2 separate regions of the Gossypium arboreum genome follow, and region 2 is linked to region 1. The links are chromatin contacts, called in public Hi-C maps. All regions are on one chromosome and are shown on one strand. Each heading gives the region's core, a stretch centred on a gene start, on an enhancer-like site or on the middle of the called end of the contact. The rest is flanking DNA. Distances are from core to core; before and after follow the strand shown.

Region 1 (4,671 bases), core at 1,036-3,535:
TGACCAAAAGCTTTCTCATATTCTGATATCACTCTATGGACATTCTTCGCTTGTTCCTTTATAGCTTCCCTAAAAATGATGCTATTGTCTGCAAAAAATAAATGATTAATGGTCACACGCCCTCTCCCTACACAAACCCCTCGTATTAAATTTTCTTTTTGAGCAACGACCAGGATCATTGATAACCCTTCAACACATAGCAGAAACAGAAAAGGACTGAGTGGATCTCCCTGGCTTAAACTCATTGACAGAACAAAACTGTCACTACAGCCTCCATTGATTCCCATTGTGTACGTGACAAAAGCTACACATCTTATCATCAACGTCACCTAATCTGCATGAAATCCCAACCTTAGCATCATCACGACCTTGCACATGTTGAGTTTTAGAGCAAAATTACCTTTCTTACCCCATTTCTTTCTTTTCAAAATGTAAAGAATCTCATAAGCGACCAAGATATTATCAAAAAATTGCCTACTCTATATAAAAGCCCCTCGTGGCTCATAACACAGAAATTTAGGAAATCACTCATTCAGTTTACAATGACCTTAGCAATAATTTTGTATATAATAGTACAGAGGCTAATAGGTCTAAATTGCATAATAGTGCGTGGTTTACTAACCTTGGGAATCAAAATGATATGTGTGGCATTAATATCCTCAACTACAACATCACCTCGAAGCACATTAAGACAATAAGAAGTAACCTCTAGTCATAAGATGTACTAATATCTTTGAAAAACAAAGATGGAAATCTGTCAATCCCGAGAGCCTTTAATGGCCCCATAGTCTTGACTGCATTCCAGACCTCCTCTTTAGAAAATGGTTGTAACAGTTGTTCATGCATTTCATCTGATATCCTACATTATACATTTTTCAAATATACGTAAAGTCTCTCCCTCTTCGGATGTCGTGAATAGCTTATTGAAATACCCCAGATACTATTTTTAGAACACCATCATGATCAGATAGCCATCTTCCATTTTCATTCTCAAGCCCTTTAATTATTTTTTATTTTTTTCCTCCCTATGTCCACTTTGTGAAAGAAAGTAGTATTGCGATCTCCATGAGAGAGCCAATTGGTTCGAGCCCTTTGTTCCCAAAATATTTTCTCCTTGTCTGTCTTTAGATTCAAGCTTAACTGGATTTCGGTAAAATTTAGCAAGATTATTATTAGTCGGTTCTACCTTATGTAGTTCCTTCATTCTATCAACTAGCTTTGGCTTATGTGCTTTTCGATTTCTCTTTATTATTGAATTCCAAACAATTAGTTGTTTGCCCAACCTTCAAGTTTTGTAGGTAGTTTCTCCGAAATAGACTCCCAATAATTCCTAATTACTTTCTCGTTGTCATCTTCTAAGCACCAATTCACATTAAATCAAAACTGCCTTTTATTATTCCCATGATGTGAATGATTCTGTCCCCTTGTATTTACCAAAAAAGGACAATGATCAGAAATTGAGTGACATAAGTAAGCTACAGAAAATGCAGAGAACTGTTCCCACCATGCCTAATTAGCAACCTTTGCTCGGTCTCACATATATTTGTTTCTGCAAATATGCCTCTTTTCCAAGTATACCACCTTTCAAAAAAACCAGGTCATTAAGATTCCAATCGGATAATGCCAAAAGAATAGCTAACATATTTTTCTCTACCCGTATACGATCTCCATTTTTCTCGAAAGAAAAAGCAATTTCGTTGAAATCACCAACAATCAACCAAGGGAGACTTTGATCACTACCCAACTGATAGAGCAAATCCCAAGAATATCCTTTCAATCATTCATCTAGATTTCCATAGAACTCGATAAATTGCCAGCTCAACTCATCCTATTCTTCTTGGATTTCAATGTCGATATGGTGATGTGAAAAACTTCAAAGAATGACCATATCATGTTACTTCCACCCTAGACATAACCTACATTTCGAACCCTCAACACCTACTTCATACTATTATGAAATCCACATTTTCGTCAAACACCTTTCATTTTCCTCGCACTTATTTTTGTTTCCATCAAAAACAAAATCTAGGGACGAACTTCTCTCAGGTGATTCCTAAGATGGTGAATTGCCCGTGGATTTCCCAGTCCACGAACGTTCTAGCTGAAAATTTTCATAATGCCCGACTGTCGTGCCTAGTAGAGCCAATGATAAATCATGTTGTCCATGTGACACAATTGAATCTCCTAAAATCACAGAAATGCTAACCAAAGTCCCTTGATGCTTTTTTACGTCATCAATATGAGTGGGACTACTTTCTCCATTAGACTCCAAATCCATGAGCCCAGTAATAGTATCTCCGGGATCGCTTGGCCCCATTCCATCTTTAGGACCCACATTAATTATAGACAACATCCCCACATTAGTGGCAACAAATCCCTGATTAGAATAAGAACCCATATAACATAAGAAATCCCTTGAATTATGCATGGTCAAACCTCTTTCCTTTTTTGGAATCTGGCTACTCGTTCTATCCGGCTACTACAATCATCTGTTAGTCTTCGTCAACCCTCCCCTTGTTGATGTTCTTAGTGTGATATCCCAGTCGAAAACAATCTTATTTGAGTCTACACAAACTTTTATCGGACAAAAACTTTCCCCATGGTCAAGCTTTCCACAAATGAAACAAAATAGACTCAGTTTTTCATTCTTAAACATGGCATAGTACATTTTATCCCCCAATTGAACCTTTTTTTTTTCCATTTAAGGGCTAATCTCACATCCAACCGTGCCCTTATTCGCATATACTAGTGTGTCCCTAAAGATGGGATCTTGGTATCATACCCGAGAAAGTCGCCCAAGAAAGATCCAAATCACCTTGCCATTGTTTCTGCCTTCAGACCCGATGGCAAATTATGCATTTGTATCCAAAACACAACATGGTTGAGATTGATTGTTAAGGGATCATCATTTAGTCGTATTTTGTGAAGCAGAAGAAGATTATTATTTAAAAAAACCACGACAATCCATCTAACACCCTTTTCATATCAACTGCATAAAAAAATTTAGACGGATATCGTTTTTCACCCAAATCTGTAATGGCAATTCTTCCAATTGGGTGCCAGAGGTCGACCATTGTGTTTCAAGAAGATGGAAAGTGGACAACAATGTCCATTAGGCAAGTTCCAACGAGATGGAATTGAAGATCATGATCAGACGCCTTAGGATCCTCCTAGAAGGCAACTTCTTCCTCATTAACGAGACAAAGATCCGCCATCTCGTCCTCCATTGGACCCTAAAAAACTACACAAAATCGAACTAAAACCGCAAAAAAATTGAAAAGAAACAAGCATGTCAACGAGGACGGATGAAAACCCATGCTAGAGAATGGCAGACAAAATTTAAATTTAATTTCAACATATAAATATATATAATAAAATTTAAAACATAATATAATAAAATTAACTATGTAATCGTTCTATTTTAATTTTTCTACCGCATAAATATATTCTCAATTAGGTATTTTAAAGATTATGATATTTATATAAATGTTTAATTTTACTTACTTATTTTAAAATTGTAATTATAAAATTTAAAATTATATTTTATTATTAAATTTTATATTATATACCATTTATTATTTGATGCATAACATTTTTCACTTGTACTAAAAATTATTTAGGTTCTATCAAAAGAAAATTATTTATGTTAAAATGTGCTATATGTCCATGTACACTTCACAAATTTGGAATTTAGTCCCTATACTTTTATTTATAAGAATTTAGCTCTTCTACTTTTATATTTCAAAATTCAAGTCCAATTATTAACACTGTTAATTCTTTTGTTAAATTTATTAGTATGACATTTTGAAATAAATTAAAACACTTGGTAGTAATGTAATTTAAAAAAATAACGTTGCATTGAATTTGTATTTTACAAAATAATCTTAACAAAGATTAATAGTTAAAGTTGAATTTTGAAATCTAAGAAGTAGAGAACTAAATTTCTAGAAATAAAATTATAGAGACGAAATTCTAAATTTACAAAATATACATGAACTTATGGCATATTTTAACCAATTATTTATTACTACTTTTGCATTTATGTTATTAATTGATTATAAAATTTTATTATTTAATACTATAATATACATAATTTAATAATTAAATATATGTTGATTGAGTTTTAATTGATTGACATTGGTATTGTTGTCGTCAGGGATGTAGGTTCAAGATTGGGGAGGGTTATGAATAGCTCTAAACATTGTATCTAAAAGAGTAGATACAATAATATTAATGTTAAAAATAATTATCACTTAAATTAATAAAATCTAAAGTATTCCGCTTAGTATATTATAGAAAATATGGTACATAATTAAAATTTATTCCGATGCAATCAAACGTGTATTATTATAACATCTTTTCTACATTTTTGTTAGCTACTATTAACATTACTTTATTTATAAATTGTTTTAATATTATATTTATGGGATAATGACAATATTTATCCCTGTACTTTAATAAAAAATTGTCAATGTGATACTTGTACTTTTAAAATTTTGATTTTAGTAATCGTACTTTTTTCTATCTAACACTTTGGAACTCCGATGTTAATTCCTAACAAAAGTTGACATGTGGACCAATCACGGGCTACTACTTGGCATCGTGTCTAGAAAAGAAAATTCAACTAGTCAAAGCTAAGGACTTAAAAATAATTACATCAACAATTACTTT
Region 2 (4,172 bases), core at 1,206-3,705, 81 kb after region 1:
ATTTATGGGTGAGAAGAGTTGAAGATGAATTCAGATCCTTCTATCCACTAGTGTACAAATTAATTAAACTTATTTTAAATTTATAAAATAAAGGGTGGCAACAAAAAGATAGGTATAGGCTTTGACCCTTTTGATTTGGTAAAATTCCATATTAAATCCTTATTTTCTATAATGCTCTAATTATTAAAATGATAAAATTTCTGTTTTGCCCTAAAAAATAGAATTCTATTTCGATCCCTCACTATAAAAAAGTTTGAGATTATACCTTCTAATTTCTTTTAACATTTCATTATATCCTAAATGAAACATGTTTTACCTTGAAAATTGCTTGACATGTTTTTGAATGTGAATAAATTGACAATAATTTCTCTACATGATAATAAAATCGTAAGTAAAATAAAATTTCAAGTTAGATTCATTTGATATAGTGTTGAAAAATTCAATCAATTAAAAGTTAATATTTTAAATAACTTAATTTTTAAATACGTTTAATAACCTATGATAATAACTATTGGATAGAATAATTTTAACAAAAAGTATAGAAAATGATAAATAGAGGGACTTATTAACAAAAAGTATAGAAAATGATAAATAGAGGGACTTACTTATCACTTAATATAGAATAAATTAATTATTTTATTGCATTTAATATTATATTATCTTTTATTAAATTTTATTTTCTAATATAACCTCTAGAGCTACCAAATACGAATTAAGTGATAATATTATCAAATTTAATATTATATTATATTTAACCCTTAAATAAGAGGATAATGCATTTCAACGCACTTGAAACCATACGATGCCAATTGAGCTAAAACTCAATCAGCGATGATAAAAACATTTATAACACACTCTAAGCAAATGAATTCATATTATAAGTGTGATACCAAATATAAATTATTGGTGAAAGTATCATAGCCATCCTTATATTATATTTGGATTGCATTTTAGTTTTTCTATTGAAAAATAAGTAAATTGGTCTCCGTACGTTACATGAATGAGCAAATAGTTCATTCGTTAGTTATCCCATAAAATGCTTGTTTTCGTGTTGTATTTATGAGGTACAATTTAGTTTTAACCTTTATAATTTTATTCAATTTGGCCCCTATTGTTTTATTTGAAGCAAATTGGCTCTTAACCTTTCATTGTTGATGTAATACTATTTTATCTTACATGTCATATTAGTAAATAATTTAAAAATATTAAAAAAGAATATATGAATAAAAATTTTTATTTCAAAATTATGGAAAACTCTTCAAAATGAAAAAAATGAAAACATAAAAATTTCAAAAAATTATACAAGTATTTTAATGAATTTGGGTATATTTTAAGAGATTTTTTTCATAATTTTCGGAATTATAATACCGTGTCAGTAATGAAAATTTTGAAGGTTAATTTTCTCTAAATAAAAAGAGTAGAGACCAAATTGAATAAAAATGTAAAGATCAAGAACTAAAATTACTATTATCTCTTAAACACAAAACACCAAAATAAGTATTTGAAGGAAGAATTATTTTACTCTCTTCAATAAAAAGAACTAAAATTCAATCTGAAATATAGTTAAGGGACCCTGTAGTACTTTTAACCGAACCCCATTTGGTTTTCTTTTGATAATACGGTTTATTTGTTTTATTGAAAATTACTTCTGAAAATAATTTTTAAAAATAATTTATTTTTTGAAAAATTTAATATTTTCTAGTGTTTTGGATGAATTTATATAAAATATTTTTGTTGTTTGACAAATTTCTTAGAAATATTTTATAAAAGCTATTTTCAATGAAATAAACATTCATATAGGATTTTCATCTTTTTATTATTTAATTGAATTTATTTTATATCTATAAATTTTATATTTTACATTGTTTTTGCATATATTAAAAATATTTTGTTAAATTTAGATTCATTATAATGTCATTTTTAGTTGTATGACTATCAAGTGAGTATTTTTATTTAAAAATGTGACATTAACAAAATTAACAAAAAAATTTAACAATGTCAATAATTGGACTTGATTTTCAAATTTGAAAAATAGAGGAACTAAATTCTTAAAAACAAAATTATAGAGACTAAATTATAAATTTATGAAGAATATATAGACTTATGATATATTTAACCTTTATACTACAAAACATTTATTATTAATATATTATAATTGTAATAAAAATTTATTATTAAAATAAAATTAAAATATTAAATAGTTTATTAAAATAATAAATTATATTATTATATTAATAATTTATTATATGACTAAATATAAATAATTAAATATGTATGTTTAATAATTTATTATTAATATAATAATATTAAGTTTGATATAAGTTAAATTTTGAATAAAATAAAAGAAAAATGTTTATTTTCTATTCATCAAATTGTTTTATTTGAACCAAACACAAAAATATGGAGAAGATATTTTCTTTAAAACGTTTTACAACCGACCCTAAGGAGAAAAGCAAAGGGTATGACCATGAAGGATATTATGGTCATTTGGAGCTAATAAAACACACAGCTAGATCTAAAGATTTAAGAGTTCGAAAACCACAACGGTCATCTCCATCCGCTTCTCACAAACAAAAACTTCCCATCACCCTCTTTCTGCTTCTCTACAAATTCAAATTTAAATTTAAATTCAAATTCGAAGCCGTCCCTCACTCTCTCTCTTTCTCAGAGATCTCAAATCTTTCTTCTTCTTCTTCTCTATACCTTCTTCTTTTTTCTGAAAACTCCCAAAATACGAGAGTGAAAACAATGAAATCAACTGCAGAAGCCGCCGTTGCCGAGAATGGCCGGTTTTTGGGAAGCATTTCGACTTCTTCGCTTCGAAATCTGCTTCCTAAATCAAAACTTAAGAAAAGCATCAAGAAATCCAACTCTGAAAACAGTCCTCCACCAGATCCCAACATTATTCAAATAAATAATTCTGCTCAGTTTTCCCCCAAATCTCCACTCTCCAAATCGCTTACTTCTGACTCCTTCGTGAACCCATCTGACGCTCATCCCCAAATTCCGCTTTCTATGGACTCTTCCGTCAAGGTATAGTTAAACAACATCAGTATTTCCTTCTTCTTATTATTATTTTAAAAAAAAATGATATATGTTGAACCATTGTTTGGAATTTAAGCAGAAAGATATGGTTGAATCCGAAGAACAAAATGGAGATTTGACGAATTTAGATCCATCCGTCAAGGTAAACGCAATTTCAGTGCAACACAGTTCTCATAATTTTAAAGCTTTTAGCATATTTCTAAACAAGGTTTTGAACTTCTTCTGGGTTTTTTCAATCTTTAGCAAAGTTGAAAACCGAACTTGCTTTTTAAGTTTGACTCAATTTTCATATTTTTTTGTGAACAAATAGGTGGTAGTGAGAATTAGACCCATAAATGGTCAAGAAAAAGAAGTGGATCGAACAGTGACGAAGGTTTCTTCAGATTCTTTATCAGTCGGTGGCCGCAAATTCACATTCGATTCTGTTCTTGATGCAAATTCCAGTCAGGTTAGTCAGCAGAATCAATTTTTATATCTTCATTTATATTTTTCCTTTTTAGAAAAAAAGGGTGTGTTGACTCATAATAAACTGTATTTTTTTGGTGGCTACCAGGAGAATGTCTTTCAACTAATTGGTGTTCCTTTGGTTAAAAATGCATTAGCTGGTTACAACACTTCAGTTTTGTCGTATGGACAGGTACTCTTTAGAATATATAAATATATTTTAAGCTCTTTATCTGTTTGATGAGCATTCATAACAATAAAATTTGACGGTGAGTTGTGTATAAAGTAACCATGGTTTATGCAAAATTACTTGTCAATAGACTGGAAGTGGAAAGACTTATACAATGTGGGGTCCACCAAGCGCCATGGTTGAGGACCCTTCACCTGCGAGCCACCAGGGGATTGTTCCTCGTATCTTCCAAATGCTGTTCTCTGAGATTCAAAGGGTATGCTCTTCTGTTTTCCTTATTCTGAATTTTATTAGAAAATGAGTATTAGGACTTTGGAGTTTGGAAGTGTAGTTCATTGCTTCACACGTTTAAATTTTGTAGGAACAAGAGAACTCTGATGGGAGACAGACAAATTATCAGTGTCGTTGCTCCTTTCTTGAGGTATATACTGGATTGAAGTAGTCTAGTTTGCCGTCCTGAATCTGAATGCTTGTAACAATGTCTGGACCTTTT

What was found. Hi-C and Micro-C count contacts between places; a contact is called where the count stands out from the background.
Region 2: a Hi-C map of leaf shows a contact between it and region 1, with 3 times the contacts expected there. The contact joins the promoter of LOC108464288 here to the enhancer-like site in region 1. A contact is called at or near these places in 2 of 5 Hi-C or Micro-C datasets (both in leaf).

What each region holds. Positions count from the first base shown.
Region 1 is chr13:110,364,001-110,368,671 of ASM2569848v2, forward strand. No RefSeq gene overlaps it. Among protein-coding and RNA genes, the nearest start is that of LOC128286718, 4.9 kb to the left of the region's middle. Within about 2 kb of position 2,286, at least 2 of the 2 cell types and tissues checked have an H3K27ac peak or open chromatin away from gene starts, as enhancers often do. A contact at or near this core is called in leaf, where this site is marked.
Region 2 is chr13:110,445,280-110,449,451 of ASM2569848v2, forward strand. It overlaps LOC108464288 (kinesin-like protein KIN-12F), which reads left to right and starts at 2,456. Exons shown (of 16, transcript XM_017764502.2): 1 at 2,456-3,033; 2 at 3,125-3,187; 3 at 3,356-3,493; 4 at 3,599-3,682; 5 at 3,810-3,935; 6 at 4,041-4,100. The coding sequence starts at 2,749.